Linked DNA regions of Mus musculus: all the other regions are linked to region 2. The links are chromatin contacts, called in public Hi-C maps. All regions are on one chromosome and are shown on one strand. Each heading gives the region's core, a stretch centred on a gene start, on an enhancer-like site or on the middle of the called end of the contact. The rest is flanking DNA. Distances are from core to core; before and after follow the strand shown. Region 1 has its middle 82 kb from the start of Gm41965. Region 2 holds the start of Brinp3 (bone morphogenetic protein/retinoic acid inducible neural specific 3). Region 3 has its middle 290 kb from the start of Gm41965. Region 4 overlaps Brinp3 (bone morphogenetic protein/retinoic acid inducible neural specific 3).

The links. Hi-C and Micro-C count contacts between places; a contact is called where the count stands out from the background.
Region 1: a contact with region 2 is called in a Hi-C map of cerebellum, with 2.1 times the contacts expected there. The contact joins the enhancer-like site here to the promoter of Brinp3 in region 2. A contact is called at or near these places in 4 of 484 Hi-C or Micro-C datasets (cerebellar granule neurons, cerebellum and cerebral cortex) and 1 of 9 other capture datasets (liver).
Region 3: a contact with region 2 is called in a Hi-C map of cerebellar granule neurons, with 4 times the contacts expected there. The contact joins the enhancer-like site here to the promoter of Brinp3 in region 2. A contact is called at or near these places in 3 of 39 promoter capture datasets (the C10 cell line, embryonic stem cells and pre-B cells), 3 of 484 Hi-C or Micro-C datasets (cerebellar granule neurons and cerebellum), 1 of 115 datasets of contacts at active chromatin or transcription factors (acute myeloid leukemia) and 1 of 9 other capture datasets (embryonic stem cells).
Region 4: a contact with region 2 is called in a Hi-C map of cerebellar granule neurons, with 1.6 times the contacts expected there. The contact joins the enhancer-like site here to the promoter of Brinp3 in region 2. A contact is called at or near these places in 2 of 484 Hi-C or Micro-C datasets (cerebellar granule neurons and cerebral cortex) and 1 of 9 other capture datasets (adipose tissue).

The regions. Positions count from the first base shown.
Region 1 is chr1:146,229,706-146,233,681 of GRCm38.p6, forward strand. No RefSeq gene overlaps it. Among named protein-coding and RNA genes, the nearest start is that of Gm41965, 82 kb to the right of the region's middle. Within about 2 kb of position 1,971, at least 21 of the 459 cell types and tissues checked have an H3K27ac peak or open chromatin away from gene starts, as enhancers often do. A contact at or near this core is called in cerebellar granule neurons and cerebellum, where this site is marked.
Region 2 is chr1:146,493,404-146,497,561 of GRCm38.p6, forward strand. It overlaps Brinp3 (bone morphogenetic protein/retinoic acid inducible neural specific 3), which reads left to right and starts at 2,263. Exons shown (of 8, transcript NM_153539.3): 1 at 2,263-2,674. It overlaps Gm29514 (predicted gene 29514), which reads right to left and starts at 1,759. Exons shown (of 4, transcript NR_166160.1): 1 at 1,497-1,759.
Region 3 is chr1:146,025,166-146,028,986 of GRCm38.p6, forward strand. No RefSeq gene overlaps it. Among named protein-coding and RNA genes, the nearest start is that of Gm41965, 290 kb to the right of the region's middle. Within about 2 kb of position 2,261, at least 5 of the 459 cell types and tissues checked have an H3K27ac peak or open chromatin away from gene starts, as enhancers often do. A contact at or near this core is called in cerebellar granule neurons and cerebellum, where this site is marked.
Region 4 is chr1:146,799,402-146,803,279 of GRCm38.p6, forward strand. All of the region lies in intron 6 of Brinp3 (bone morphogenetic protein/retinoic acid inducible neural specific 3), which reads left to right. Among named protein-coding and RNA genes, the nearest start is that of Brinp3, 310 kb to the left of the region's middle. Within about 2 kb of position 2,605, at least 2 of the 459 cell types and tissues checked have an H3K27ac peak or open chromatin away from gene starts, as enhancers often do. A contact at or near this core is called in cerebellar granule neurons, where this site is marked.

The DNA.
Region 1 (3,976 bases), core at 721-3,220, 260 kb before region 2:
AATTTTATATATATATACTTTTTTAATGTCAAAAAAAATTATGGGCACTTAGTTACTACCAAGAAACTTACGGTAAAATCCTGTTGCTGAAATATGCATTGCTTTCACAGTAAATGGAGAAATAAAGCTAGAACTGACATGGAATCTTCATCCCTACTGCCTCATTTTTATAATGATGGAAGGTGCAATGTATTCTATAGTAGGAGAAAAATAATCATTATCTTACTTACCCATGAACCCCATGAGCTACAATTACTACTGTCCTGGCAAAATATGCTAGTGCTCATTCATAACATGAATGACTTGGGAATATCCCATCAATTTCTTATTTCATTTCACCCCTGTTCCATAAGACATAGTCCATATCTAGCAACAATATTTGGGACAAGATCTGAAGCTAAAAAGCCATACAGCCTACTGTAAGTACTTTGGTAACTGGACATAATACTAAATATATCACATTAGTAGTTAACAATTTAGAAGATAAAGGAATGGATCTCTCCATCTGATCACATGGAATTCTACAACAGATGGTAATTAAGACAGAGGCCCACCTCCATCAAGGTTTCATCTAGCAACTGATGGAAACAGATGCACAGAGCTGCAGCCAAACATAAGGCAAAGCTCAGGGAATTCTGGAGTGTAGGATCCAGGAGAGTCAAGGGACCCACACAAAAATCCACAAAATCAACAAATCTGGACTTACAGAGAATCACTAGTACTGAATTGACAATCAGGGAGCCTGCATTATATGTTATAGTTGTGTAGTTTTACATTTTTGTGGTGCTTCTGAGCAAGCAGAACTGTTTCTTAGGCTTTTAAGTGCTTTTAGGACCCTTGTCCTCCTCCTACTAGTTTGCTTCTTCCAGCCATAATATGAAAGAGATGCCTACCCCTATTGCAACTTGATATGCCATGTTAGGTTTATATCCCTGGGAAGCCTGCTCTTTTCTTAAGGGAAACAGAGAAGTAGATAGACAGAAAGGAGGGCCAGTACTAGAAATAGGGAGAGGTGGGAGGGGAAACTGCAGTCATGATGTAATTTATGAGATAATAAATTCATTGTTAAAGGAGGAGGGGGAGACAGAGAGCTACAAGCAATCAGTGTGCAGAGAATAAGGGATTGCAGATCATTCAACTCTAAATAGGTCATCTACATGACACCCCCTGTCCATTGTTCAGAGATAACTGCAGCAATAAGGTCAGAAAAAGCCACAGTCCTGAGGATGGCCACACATCCAAGAGCACACACAGCCTAAATTAGACTAGATTGAATTAGAAAATGTTGAGAATATACAGTTTGGTATATATGGAAAGTGCGTGGAAGATTTGGAAATATTTGATGGAGTGGAGTAGTGAATATGATCAAAACAAGTATGTTGTGAGGAGATAAAGGGAAAACGCCTATTGTACAAAGTGACAGATTAAATATGGGGAAAAAATCTGTGTATATTGTGCTTATGACTATATGATACTTAGGGAAAGACAAAAGTGAAGATATTTAAACACTTCAGTGGAAGAATAGACTTATCTGAGGAAACATGGAGCATATCGTTCTAGGCAAATGACCCACAGAGTTAACAGCTGGATATGACAGTTGTTTATTTGTCCTACTACCCAGGCCCTAGTAGATGTCTTTATACCCAGGTACATATAGGAGCTACTCATTGACCTCAGTGACTTAATAACTATCACACAAACAAACAAATAATTAATAAGCAAATAACAAATGAATTTGTTTTTTTAATAATAATAATCTTGGATTAAAAGTAGTGAGATTTAGGTAAGGAATTAAAGAACAGGGAATGAGGCATGGATTTCATCCAAGTATATTACTTACACTTATGAAATTCTCAATCAACAATAGCCATCCCGGTAATAAGCCTTACATACTCTTTATTCTGAGTCTCCACATGTCTATATAGAAGGTGTTACAGGATGCCCTCCGTTAGCCTGAGTCTTGGTCAGAGAACTGTCACAGAAGCCACAGAACTTTCACTTCCTTTCTTTTATAACTGCAGACAATAAAACACAGAGAGTGAAAGAAAAAGAGAAAAGACAGAGATTAATATGGAAGTAGAATTTGTATGTTATGGTTTGTATATAAGCCACAAAGTCTATGTGTTAAAACTTTGTCTCCAGGGTGTCACTATGGGGAGAAGGAAGAACACACAGGAAGGGATGTGGATCTTCAGCTTTTCCATCTTTTTCTTTTGGCTTGCAGTGAGAAATTTTCCCTACATCTGATCTCCAAGTTTTGCCATCTGCTATGAAGTGACAATGCCAAGGGGTAGGAGTGGGGAGCTTGCCAGAGTCTGTACCATGCCGTTTGTTTTTTTAAGCATCCAAAATCTGAGATAAGTTTACTACCCATCATTATAACTGACCTTCTTCAATCATTTCCTTATAATAGCAGTGATTCATTCACTTAATCTTATATCAACCTATGATCTCCCAATTAACAAATTTTAATTTTGAATGCATCTTTAAAAGCACACCATATACTTCCGTGCCACTAGAGTTTGTTCATTCCAGTTGCTATTTCAACACTGAGAGCATCAACAACTGTGTGCCTATTTTGAGAGGTTTGGGGATCATTTCACACTGCGTTATTTAGCTCATGTGTACCTTTTCCACTTTTTGCGTCAAAGACCACGATTTTAATCCAATTTAGAAGAGGAAAACATAACAAAGCCAAGAAAATAAAAATAGGTGGGTATTTTTAAATTCATGAGATGCAGGTATAGAGAAAATTCAATGTAGTAGATTATAACAGTCCCATAGTCCAGTAGAACACACATATCAGCAATTTGTTAAGTTTTTATGTGCTATAGTTAAAGTAAGTTGTAAAGGATAAGTACAGAGTGTATTCTGTGAGATAATTTGAGAGTATAGCATAGAGAGTAAAAATTTAGCTTCATCTGTAGTCCAGTAGTCTTTGAATCCTTTACTTAGAGAGACTTGTATTTTCCTCATGTATTATTTATCATTAGAAAGGATCATATTTTCAACAAAATAACATGGTAAGCTGATAAAAGGTTATTTTTCGTTATTGTCAAAGCTAAACTTAGTGGAAAATATGAACCCAAAAATCTAATTTTGAAAAGCTACTATTATATGTTCATTGACGACTAAAGCACCAGCCTATAAGCAGTGGGGTTTTATATAACCATCAATAATAAGATAATCTATTTTATCCCATTCTAATATTCATGGGTAAGTTGGAAAATTCATGGATAGGTAAGCTAGTATAGTGTCATCTTCTTACTTCATTTAAAAATCTTGAGTATAATGCTGCTGACCGAAAATATGTCTGAATGCAGAGGTACGCCAGCATACTGAAACATTATTATGTGGCTGTTTTTATGTTCTAGTGCTATGATGTACATGCTAGCTTGTGAATATATCTCTAAAAGTCTCATCATCTTTCTCTTTGGGAAATCACTTTAAGTGGAACGATTTGAACAGAATATAAGTGTTCAACATATACTCTACATTGGCCATATCAATTAGTCACTTCATTTAGCTTCTTAGACAACTGACTACTGTGAAATTTCATTTAACTATTTTTAAATATTTAAGTAAAATATAATTATATCATTTCCACCATTCCCCCCTTCAGCTTCTCTCATGCCCTTTCTTGCTTCTTATCAAATACATGTTCTCTTCTTTTATTATTACTATCACACACACACACACACACACACACACACACACACTCACACACACACCACATAAATGCAATATGCTGAGTCCGTTTATTGTTGTTCATGTTGTAAGTTTATGTTTTTTATTGCCTAATGCTAAGGATTGGACAACTATGTACGGGGCTTATTCCTGGGGAAGACTAACTCACCTTCTTCTCAGAAGTTGTTGTTTTCCTGTAGCTCTTTATTTAGTAGTGGAATACCATCCACTTTAATATGTAAAGTGCTTTTGTCATGGTTTAAGTGGCTATGTTGTTGACATTTCATGG
Region 2 (4,158 bases), core at 1,013-3,512:
ACAGACTTCTATAATGATGGTTATCATAAATTTGTTTTTAATCAATAGAATTTCAATATATATTTATGTTGAGAATGAAGTCCTCATGTTTGCAAAAGACATGCATGTTTACACTAATTAGCGTATCTTTTATTATTGAAATTTGGAGATAAGGTACCACACTAGGATTAACAACAGAGAAAAATTAATATACATGTTTTGACAGTGAAACATATTTGGTAATTCAAAATTGCAATGCTTTCTATTTGGCATCATCGTGTAATACTTTGGATCCAAAATCGTCAGCTTGCACTTATAATCCAAGTTCATGCCAGTTTCAAGACTTGTTATTCTCCACATTTAGCAGAATATAATCGCAGTACTATCAAAGAGCTGTTCAGCTCCTTCACAAGTTTGTACATGCCCTCCCTTCAAGATAACCATTCACAAGTGGGTGTGCTATAGACTTTGGGCAAGCCAGAAATCTTTATCACGACCAGCAAATATTCAATTGGGACAGTGGATCAGATATACGAATTGGAACTAAGATACATACTTAATAAAATATTTCTAATGTTATCTTTCCTGTAAGATGGGGTAAAACAACCAATAGCATTATTACTATAGCTGAAACAGTATTAATTTTAAAACAGAGCTAGCTAAAGTGTGCTTATAGTATATTTAACATGAGCTGCTACACCAAAATTCACATCATTTCCAGAAAAGAAAGAGTTAAAGGTGAGAGGAATCCTTAAGAAACCAAAGATACTTTACCTGTGAGTATTTTTATACAAGATAGGAAGGACCTTAAAATGTTGATATTGTTTCCAAAGCGCCCCCCCCCGCCCCCAATTTCACATTTGCAGGCTTCTACTCTCCTAAGAAAGAGGAAAAGAAAATTTCCAGTGACCCAGCTCCTCCGTGATTTACATACAGAAAGGATATAAATGAATGGAGTGGGGGATGGGTCGCTGAGAAGCAATGTGTTGCCTTTTCAACCGCAGAAAATAAGATTACTTATGAAGAACATTTTTATCCTCCGTAAATGATTAACCCTTCCACCATTCAGGAACTCAGTTTCTACAACAAATAAATCGATTACCAAGCTACCTTCTCTTTCGATTTCTAAAACAGACAGATATATAATTTGTAAGCTTCAGCAAGACTGAGCTGGAATCCAGGGCTAACTAAGGACTTTCCTACCTGACTGTACTCTCTACACACCTTCTGGGTCATTCAGAGAATCTCTAAAGATAAGGACCCAGAATCTTCCACCCCAAAAATACTTTTAGAAGGGAGGTGATGGTCAATCCGTGGTATAAATAAATAAATAAATCGGTTACAGTGTTATAAGCTCAAACAGGCAAGTTCCCCAGTGACAGTAGATTTCCGAGAGGAAAGGAGAAGAGAAGATAGGGATGGAAGCAGAGAAAGAAAGGTTTAGGGAGAGAACTGCGAAGGGATGGCAGGGGGTGGTCACAAAAAGAGAAAGGGAGAAGAGATCAGGCTAATCTTACCCAATCGATCCAGCGATCAGGTGATCGTTTATGCGGTATCAGGACACGAAAATGGCTCGACAATGCAATCCACAACAAAGCTATTTCTTTCTCTAGTTTAGCTTGGTAACTGCTGGAATCAAATGCAAGGCAGACATGGCACAGACGGCCACTCGTGCACCCCTCCTACCCCACCCCCAGTGGACCAGGGACAGTTCTCGGACTGCCCTAACATCTAGCTTCTTGTAGCATGGTCTTTAGCGCAGGGGCTCAGTACTGAAAGCAATTGCCTTAAACACAGGCTGCATGATTTAACGAGGAAGTGGGACCTAGGAAGGCTGCTGCCGCCTAGGTAACCCATCATCAGCCTCTTGGTCATCTTGCTAACCCTCCAAAGCATAGCGCCCTCGAAAACTCTGAGTGACTACGACCTTCAACCATTCACCTCCCAGCCCCTGTCTATGCAAAAAAAATCGCTGAGGATTAGATCAATGCAATGGGACCGGTCCTGCTGGTTTATTTGGGCTGTGTGTTAAGTCGATTTTCTTACTATGCCTGGATCAGTTTCTGCAAGGGAAAGGATTCCAAGGAAGTGCTAGTGAAATGCACTGATGGAATACTATTAATCCTAATGATAACATTCCCAGTGCAGGTAAACTCTGAAAAGAACTGTGAGTGGGAAGATCCTGCAGGATTTCCGAAGCGCTGCTCTCCTGAATTCTCATTGGATCATCCCCAGCAGCCTAAATCAGTGCTGCTGCTCTCTGAAGATGACTACAGCCTAGCTCACTAGTTGTCTACTCCTGTTTACAACACATCCTTTCACTTCTCTTTGGAGATCTGTTTGTCTTATTCATCCTGTTCTCTTGGGTTACCCAGCTTCCTCACTTTGTGGGTACTTCCAGTTTGGTACATTTGTTTGCCTGAGGATTATCATAAGAAAGGTTCCCACTGTTAACCATTCTCAGAAAAGAAAAAAAAAAGAAAGAAAGAAAGCACTTCTTTAACATTTTTGGGTTCTTGGCCCCTGGAATAAGTGACTTTCACCTGATTAGATGCCACCAGGAACTACTGAGTGTTTCCAACTCCTACTTTCCTGCAGCTCACCACTCTACACTGCTTTGGAAGATCATGGGATGTCTCCTTGAATCGTGGATATGTTTCTCTCACACTCATCTTGCTTCATTAACTTTCCTCTGGTAAGTATTTCTTTATATGTGATGAGTACTTTACTACTTGTGTTAATTTTTACTTTTAAAAAATAAGCACTACTTTTTCTCCACTCTCTCTCTCTCTGTCTCTGTCTTTTTCTGCGTTCTTTGTTCAGTTAATTTCAGATTGCAAATACTTATTTGTGTGACCATTAGTACATGATCGAACTAGTAGGATGTAGCCCATGAAATAACTTACCCCAATACCTCCTTTAAAAAGAAATTCCTCAATCCTTATACGTTTCTATCAGGTAATGTGGACATCACCTCCCAGGAATGTACCCCTCTTGGAACACAGCATTGTGCCATTTGAGGGGGTATTTTTTTTCTATTAGTCTATGATAATGCCTGTAGGATAGGTATTTCTGAAGGAGGGCTGGCTATGTATGGGTTTGAGAAAGTTCACTAGTCTCTCTGATCTTTAGAAGGTGGTCCAGGTCAGCAAGTGTTCATCTCATCCTAAACAACTGAATGGTTGAGAGAGGACTTTGGTTAAGTGTGTCTAGTGATTTAGTAGGATCCTACATACTGACATGTCACTACATGGCCAGGAAGAGTCCCGAGTTTTGAGAGCATCATTCTTTACACAATATCCAATATGTTCCTGGGCACATTGTTCTGGTCATCATGGTTACTGTCTAGGCAGCATTTTGCAATGCATTTAGATTTTGTAAATTGTGCTGGGGACAGTTAATTGGTCAGGGAGGTCTCCATTCAGATGAAGAGAGCTCTCAGAAGCCACTGATTATCTGGGTTCTAACACATTGAAATTCAGGGAGGGACTTTACATGAAAAATGTAATTGCCTCCGTCTTCACACTTGCCCACCCCTGCCCTCAGTTTTTTAATAAGTATGTTAATATGGTCCCTGTTTTGTGCTTTTATGAACATTTCTATGGTCTTTAACTGATGATCCTTCTCATTCCTCCGAGTTGCTTTGAGGAGCATTTAAATGTTGGTTTTCACTTCACATTTGGCCAAGAGTTTGGTAATTATCAATCACAAACATGCACATGGTCATAATCTGTAAAGCACAAATTTTTGCACAATCCCCCTTTATTGGGGTGGATGGAGGTGAGGATCTATTGTTTAAGCCTCTCCTTCCTAAGTTATTTTGACTCTTTTTTATCCTTTGGGGGGGGGTGTTCTTTTTAATTTCTGGGAAAGAACTGTTCCAGTCATTGATGGCTGATGCGACAATCTAGGCAATGATTCCTTTCTTTTTAATTCAAAAGGCTTTAAAGCTTCCAGACATAAAAGTACTCCAGCTGCAGCATCGCACCATCTCCCTCCCCCTCCTCAGATTCCAGGGCTTTCCCCTTTGCTTCCCACCGAGTGCGAGAGGATTTGGGGCTCACACAGTGATCCGCACCTCTTGGCGTCCCTCACCCAGCGCTAGTCTACCTGCTGTCTGTGCCAGTTCAGTTTGGTCCGTCCTGCCTTACAAGCCAGGGCCATTAGCGTCCGTGACTT
Region 3 (3,821 bases), core at 1,011-3,510, 470 kb before region 2:
GGGAAGACTTTTATTTATAGTCTAAATACATTCAATTTTCATCATTGTTTATGATGTTGGTTTTTGGTTGTATTATCATAAATAAATACATACAAGCCAATGGATTAGACTATAGCTCTCAGAAAAAAGTAAATAACATCTATAGCCAAGTGCTTATAAATATTGGTTTCAAGAACATCTTCTCCATATTGGTATACTTCAAAGCAGGTGGTACTGAGGAATTTAAAAGAGACAAGCAAAACTAACAAATGATTATTGGTAAAATCTCCATACTTAGGTATGGACTCTGTGCCAACTTCACTGCCTTATGCTGACATTTTTGTCTTGCTTGCGTTTAGATAGGCCTTGTGTATGCTTTTATACCCAAGGTAAGATCTTCATGTGTAACTATCCATTTTTGCCCAGAAAACAATTTTCCTTATGTTTGTCCATTTATCCTTTACCTGTGGCTCTGATCTTTCTGCTCCCACTTTCCCAAAGATGCTTGAAGTTTGGGGAGGAAGTATGAATGATACAGGTACCCCATTTAAAGTTGACAATTCGGAAGTCACTTATTCTATGCATCTTCATTATCTGCTGATCTCTGTAAGGCCTCTATAAAATATCTTATCAACTCTCTGCCATGCCAAGCTGCAAATGAGTACAATATTGCTTCATACACAAAATATATTGCTTGATACAATACTTAAGTAAAGCAATGGGTGACGATTTATCTTATCATTATTAGTACCTTTGTGTTTACATTAGACCTTTGGTTTAAGAACAAGATTTGTGGGTTGAGAATTTAGCTCAGTGATAGAGCACTTGCCTAGTAAGCGCAAGGCCCTGGGTTCAGTTCTCAGCTCTGGGAAAAAAAAAAAAAAAAAAAAAAGATTTGTCTTTTCATCAAATCTACAATATGATCAAAATGATGTGAAATGGCATCTAGGATACTTTTTACTAAAACTATAATGAATAGGTATTTATCTCACCCAGTCCCATCATTATTAACAGATTTTCAACACAGAAATAAATTCTACCTCATCACCTACTTAGGTATATTGGTTGCCTATACACTATTAAATATTTGGAGAAATTTAAACACCAAGAGAATGCAGAGTTGTACCTTTAATAGGAAAATTATAGATAATTTATTCAAACTTGTTAAAGTTATAGTATTGTTTAAATTTATGATATTGTTCCAGGAAAATACTATACCTTTGTCAGAAGAGGGATTCATACATAGGACATTACATTATATTTACACTGTGGAAGACTGACATATTACTAATAGTAAGACAGTTAATGCTATCATGAATATGGTTCTTGTAAAAAGCAAATCTGTAGATAAATTCCAATTTTAAGTAACAGAGAATATCTTATGATGAAAAAAATATGAAAAGTTTTATTGAAATGAACAGCACAAACTTTCTGAGAAATAAAGAAGCAGGCACACAATTAAGTTACTATAATTTAATTGTTACAAATAATTTGAAGATTTAGGCTGGATTTAAAAAATTTGCTAGGCAACATAATGATGTAGAGGTGCATGATCCACTTTAACTTCTTCTACAGAACAGATTTTAAAGTAAACTCTCTTGTCTATCAATATGCTTACTTCTATCATATACTCAAGTACTGGTGAAGCAAGCCTTTGTCAGGTTACTTGGTTGCAAAATGTTTGAGGAAGTATACCTTCTTTCTGTAATAGAGGAAGTATTATGTTGGTAATTAAATAAGACAAGAGTCATGATAAAGCCTGAACACACACTACCATTGTACTAACCTGCTTTTACTTTGACATCTGTCAAGTATCTTAATGTAAATGTGTATCAGAATAAGGTACACATGCTCTCTTAATCAAGGTTATTTCTTTTTCATAATGAACTGTTCAAATTTTTATAATAATGAAAAATAGATACTATCCTGTCATAAATAAATGAATAAATAAATAAGTAAATAAATAAGTACAGTGACTTTGTTTCATTAGTGAGTAATTGTAGAAAAAAATCAAAGTAAAGGAAGAAGGCAAAATTGAGTAAAAAAGACCTAAATTATAGTCTGGAAATATCTGAAGAATCTGATCTTTCAGGGAACTCTGAAACTTGAACATATCTTCAGACTGTTCTAAACTCGTGTTTAAAATATTCATAATGTTTAGATTCCTGGTGATTATAATCCAGAAATTTCCTAAAAGATGGCAGTCTTTTGTGCAAGGTCATTATCAGCCTCAGATGGTCATTTCCTGTGAGCAACAGAGCTGTGAAGCTTAATAGTTACTGGGCCAAACGTACAATGTCTGCTACATTTATCTCTGTTCCATTTTGTTCAAAGTACATGATTGAATATTTTTCATCAAATATGAACAAGGGTTCAACTTTCGTTTAAAAGTACTTAAACCTTTCCTCTACTGAAATATTACCATGCTGAGGGTTTTTTTTCCCCCCACAAAATTAGTTTTGGAATTAAAGCAACTATTGCCACGTTTTTGTTTCAAAAAAGATGCAGAATCAATATGCAGAACATATACAAATGCTGAGCATTGTCTGGGTACTAGCGTGGACAGCCCTAAAAATACAGCAGTGAAGCTGTAGTGGGCAGACAGGCCAGCATATGTATGTACGCTCCAGAGCTCTTCTCCAGGAGGGCTCTTGGGTAGAGTGAAATGTGCTCTGCAGATGGATGGTGCAGGTGCTGACACATTTCATTACTCTGCTCTGGGCAGCAGGGCACCTGGCATGCTTCCCATTAGCGGTTCATCTAAGGACCACAGTGCAACCTACCCCATTGTAGCTGTTGTCCAGAAAGCCAAGCACAGGATGAGAACCTCATTTGCTGTTTATTTTTTCCTAGAGCATCATGTTAACTGAACACAGAAAACAGAGCTGGAGTTTTCAAGCTATCGCTTTACCCTACTACTTCATTTAAAATCATAAGATGCTAGGTTATATATTTAGGTTTATGTTTTTTATTTAATCAAACAAATTCTTGTTTATTAACAATTTCACACACACACAAAACCTTCCAACTTACTCCGCACATTGTCTTTATAGAGTATACAACAGATCCACAAAACTTCTGTGTGTTCTTTTTTTATTTTAATAACTGCTTAGTCCCAATTGATGCTGTCTGATGGATATTTCCAGCATAGACTCATGTTGGTCTTGTGTAAGTAACCACATTTGCAGTGACATCATGAAAGGAACAACCACATCATGCTCAGAAGACATTTCCCAGCACACTTTCCCATCTTCTCATTCTTACATTGTTTCCATTACTTCTGTGCCATCACCTGAGTTCAGGACAGCCCTGAAAATTCCATTTAGGGTCAAAATTTCATAAGGGTTTATTCTAAGAACTTTGAATAATTATAGATCTTCATATCAACTACTTACCACTTTAGAAAAAAACTTCAGTGGCCAAAACTGAGAATTTCCAACTTTAATTTTAAAGGGAAAATTACTCAGTTAAAGCTCTATTATAATTGTAGTTGTACAAAGAGAATTTCTTCTAGGACAGAAATATATTTTTACTTAGAAATTTTGGAGATTTTATATTATTTGTGAATATGTTTACAAAAATTTTTAGTGGTCTGTTAATATCTGGACAATAACCTTAATAGATTATTTTATCATTAAATTTAATGATAAAATAATCAATTATTACATGGTCATCAATTATTACTTGGAAATTTTGTTCTTATAATGCAAAGATATCTGCAATATAATTGCTATATTATTTACAGAAATATTTGCTGTAAAAGAAGCTTGGAATTACCAACATGTAATGTTTTTAGCCTCAAACTGTTCCTTAATAAAGCATTTTGGGAGCAAAGAAGTCAC
Region 4 (3,878 bases), core at 1,355-3,854, 310 kb after region 2:
GAATTACCAGAGTGTTCATGATGGATGGAACTATGAGGAATGGCACACACAACAGTAGTCAGTCTCACAAAACATGACTATATCACTCTGATAGTGTTAATAACCTTCCTAGAAGACAGATGACTTCTTGGTGACACTGCAGAAATTGCTGTTTAAGTGGTCTGGCTCTAGAGCTTACTCACTAAGATACAATTCTGTCATAGAGAAGTGGATAAATCTATCAAGGTCACAGACCAATATTAAAGTGTTCAGACTCAATAATATTAAATATATTTTCCTCAAAGTGTATTTTTAAATGTGAATCAAATTTTATCTATTTTCATTGAAATTTTTCTTGGAGAGGGTTAAAATAGATTAATAAAAATTGAGGATCATTTTTAATAATTTGGCATAAGGATATAATACATTAATAATTACTGCTTTTGTTATAGATAGGGGCTACGTTGATGAGGAAGAGAATTGGGGTTCTATAGATATTGAAAGAGACCTGGGAATATCGCATTTAAGATTACAAACAGTCTCTGGAGTTTCCCAATATAATTATGTTTTCTTCATTATTTTGTAAGGGTGTTAATTGCCTGCTAGCAGTTAACCTCCCATGCGACTCTCAAGAAATGTAATCAATAGTAAGAGCAGAGGGACCAAGCTGCTGTGGTTTCTGTGACCAATATCCTTTTCTCCTCCCTGGCAAGGTGTTTCTGTTTTAATAAAATGAACAGGTGCGTATGTAGGCGGTTTCTTTAGAAAGCCACCAGCTAAATCAGTCCCTCTGATGGGTCTCAAATTAAAATGTGGCCAATCAGAACCTTGAAATATAATTGCCTCATTTTCAAACTTAAATACATTATAGGCCTCCTGCTAGTATTGCACCTGGCAAATCCACTTATTAAAGTTGTGAAGGGAAGAGTTTGCTGAGACATTTTGAATATTATGCTGACATTGTAATAGAAGAAAGGAGGGAGGAGGCATGATCTAATTCCACTGACGTCTGCTCAGATTAATATAGACCATTACTCCTGCAGAGCACATAATCGAATCTCATTCATGGAAATATTTCAGATAATTTTTCACAAAGTAAAACCTATTGCATTTGAATATATCACATCCCCGAATACTCTTCAGTTTTTCTGCATGCTTTTATTACTCAGATATTGTTTCAGGTCTTGCTTGACATAACAAGTGTGTTTAATATTTGTTGTTTATCATGCATGTGCTTTCATATCTCTCTGGTGTTTTTGTCTACACTTTTGTATACTTATGTAAGTCATGGGCAGAATCCAAAGGAAAGTAAAATTCAGCTTCTTCCCCTGTGCTGCCAAAAAATGATATTCCATCTGAGATGTGACCTATATTTATAGACAAACAAAGACGATAGAAAACCAGGATTCAGATTTTTGTCATTATTATTTTAAGCAAAAAAATGTTATTTTTGTTACCTTTTATTATTATTTATTTTCCTAATATAGCATTATTTCTGTTTAACAACTATGTTTGCTTACAATTTCATTATAATTATAAGTTGAAGAGAAAATAATTTTTATTGATAAAAAAGTTAGACATTACATAATCCCAAATAACCAAGTTGCATAGATTGAGTTGTCCCTGTGAGTAATGTTACTATATAACCTTCTCTTCTTGCTGATAGAGGAATGGAATACTTAGACTGGTCTACTTACATGACAAATGATACTGATTTTTTCCTAGTCATCAGTCCATGCAATAGTAAGAAGAGCTGTCAACTCATATTACCTTTTCTTATTGCTTTTATCTGCAATTATTTTCAGGGAAGAACATTTGTCACTTGTAATTTCAACATTGAGGGAAGATTAAAATGAAATGTGTTTATGTTTTGTGTTGTTGACTAATGTCTGTGTTTGGACATTTATTTAAATAGCATGCACACTTCATTTAAGAAATTAAAGGACCTATGTACAAAAATCCCCAGCTTCTTATTACAGAATCCAAGTCTTGGAAAGTTAAGAATAAGGGAGTCAAAGGCCAAAGGACATACATTGGCACGCGCGCGCGCGCGCGCGCACACACACACACACACACACACACACACACACCAGAAGTTTGACATACATTTTCTTTTAAATCTTGGTAGCTTTGAAATATTCCAGGACTTTTCAGTATAACAGAGAAAGTCTAAAAAAGAAGACAAACAGAGAGGGTCTTAGAACTGTGAGTGCATTTCCCAGAGCTGGACGTTAAGTAAATGGAAAACCTCAAGAATGTTGAAATGTGCCTAGCCTAAGGACTTTCTCTAATTTGAAGATAAATAGCCACTACCATGTCTGCCAGAAGGAATTGAGGATGGCAGTGACTTTTCTCTGTCTTCCACACATGACCTTCATGGACTGTATTGTTTATGGTGGCTACTAATCTGTTACTCCATTGACAGTAAATATGGGACAAACCTAATTCATTCTTTTAGTTTTTCTGATTGTGTGCAATACGAAAACCATAGCTCACTTAAATTTGTAGACTATAACTATCAGTGAACTTGTCCTTTTTCACCTGCGACACCTCTCTGAGGGTATGTCTGATTATGATGTGTATGTGAGAAAAAGAGAGGAATTTGTAATCTAAGGGCCAGCAGTCTGAGTGCCAAGTAGGGATGCTTGCAGCTCACACCATCTGCTTCTTTGTTTTTCCTACTCTTGACAGAGTACCATCATATGTAACTGGTACTGCTTTACTTAATGCTATTGTTTAGGGGTCAAAGAAGAAAAGCCAAACAGGAAGAACTGTTCTTCACTAATATTGATAACAACAAGGCCTTAGGCTCTAGATACTTAGTCTGATGATCTTCGGTATTTTATCTGAGAATGCCCCAGAAATTACTAATGATCTACAGTCATGAAAATGAACAAAAACCATATTGTTGTCTGAGCCATTAAGATTTAGAGAATAGCTTATTATGGAAGTCAAGAGACTTTCCTGGAAATGAGACATGTAATAGGTATGGATCTATGATGAGCAACTGTCAGACAGACAATCTGATACAGTGGTGAACAGAAATGGCACATGAATAGATTATCAACAAGATTTGCTTCTTAGTTTCTTCTTGTTTCATGAGGAAAAAAAAAGAATTGTATAGTGGTCTTTCAATATTTTTTCCTTAGATTTCAAATTCGAAGCTGTCAGCCCTGAGATCATATGCATTGAAGTAACAGTAATCAGACTGAGCAAGTCCTATTTATGCATTAAATCATATATCTCAACTAAAGAAAATGTTATCATTGTTTCAAGAGTGATCAAAGCTGTTAGTATATGAGAGGGTTCAGGAGAAATAAAAGAAAAAGAGAAAACTAATGTAATTTTAATGTAAAAAGTTTAAGAATGGCAACAAAATATTAAAAACTTTTAACTCTTTTTAGGTGAAATCACTGTGTCAGTTTGTGCAGTGAAACCACATTTCTAATAAGAATTATTTTTTTCCAGGAATTCCATACAAAAAAAAAAAAAAGGACTTTCTTTACTGCCAAGAGTCCAGGCTTTTTAGAATGAGAAACAAAATATATTGTGAAGTAAAAAAATCCCAGGAAACATAAAAATGAATGGATTTTCATTTTATTTCTCGCTTTTGCTCTAACATATGAAAGATGGCTAGAGGTTTTAAAGTACTATATCTTGGGTAAATCATTATCACAAAGCTTGCACAATAGTGAAGCATCATTTTATTGAACATTTATTTGGGAGCTTGAGATATTAGTACCACTGTAGATCAATCCCTCTGATAACAATTTTCCTAGCATTGCAATTTGCCATTTCAACTCAATATTGCCAGTAGTGTTAGACCTGCTATTACATTTATAGCCTGGATTACTATTGAAAATATTGTTGGGAGAAAGAAGTAATATCGCCGTGATTTT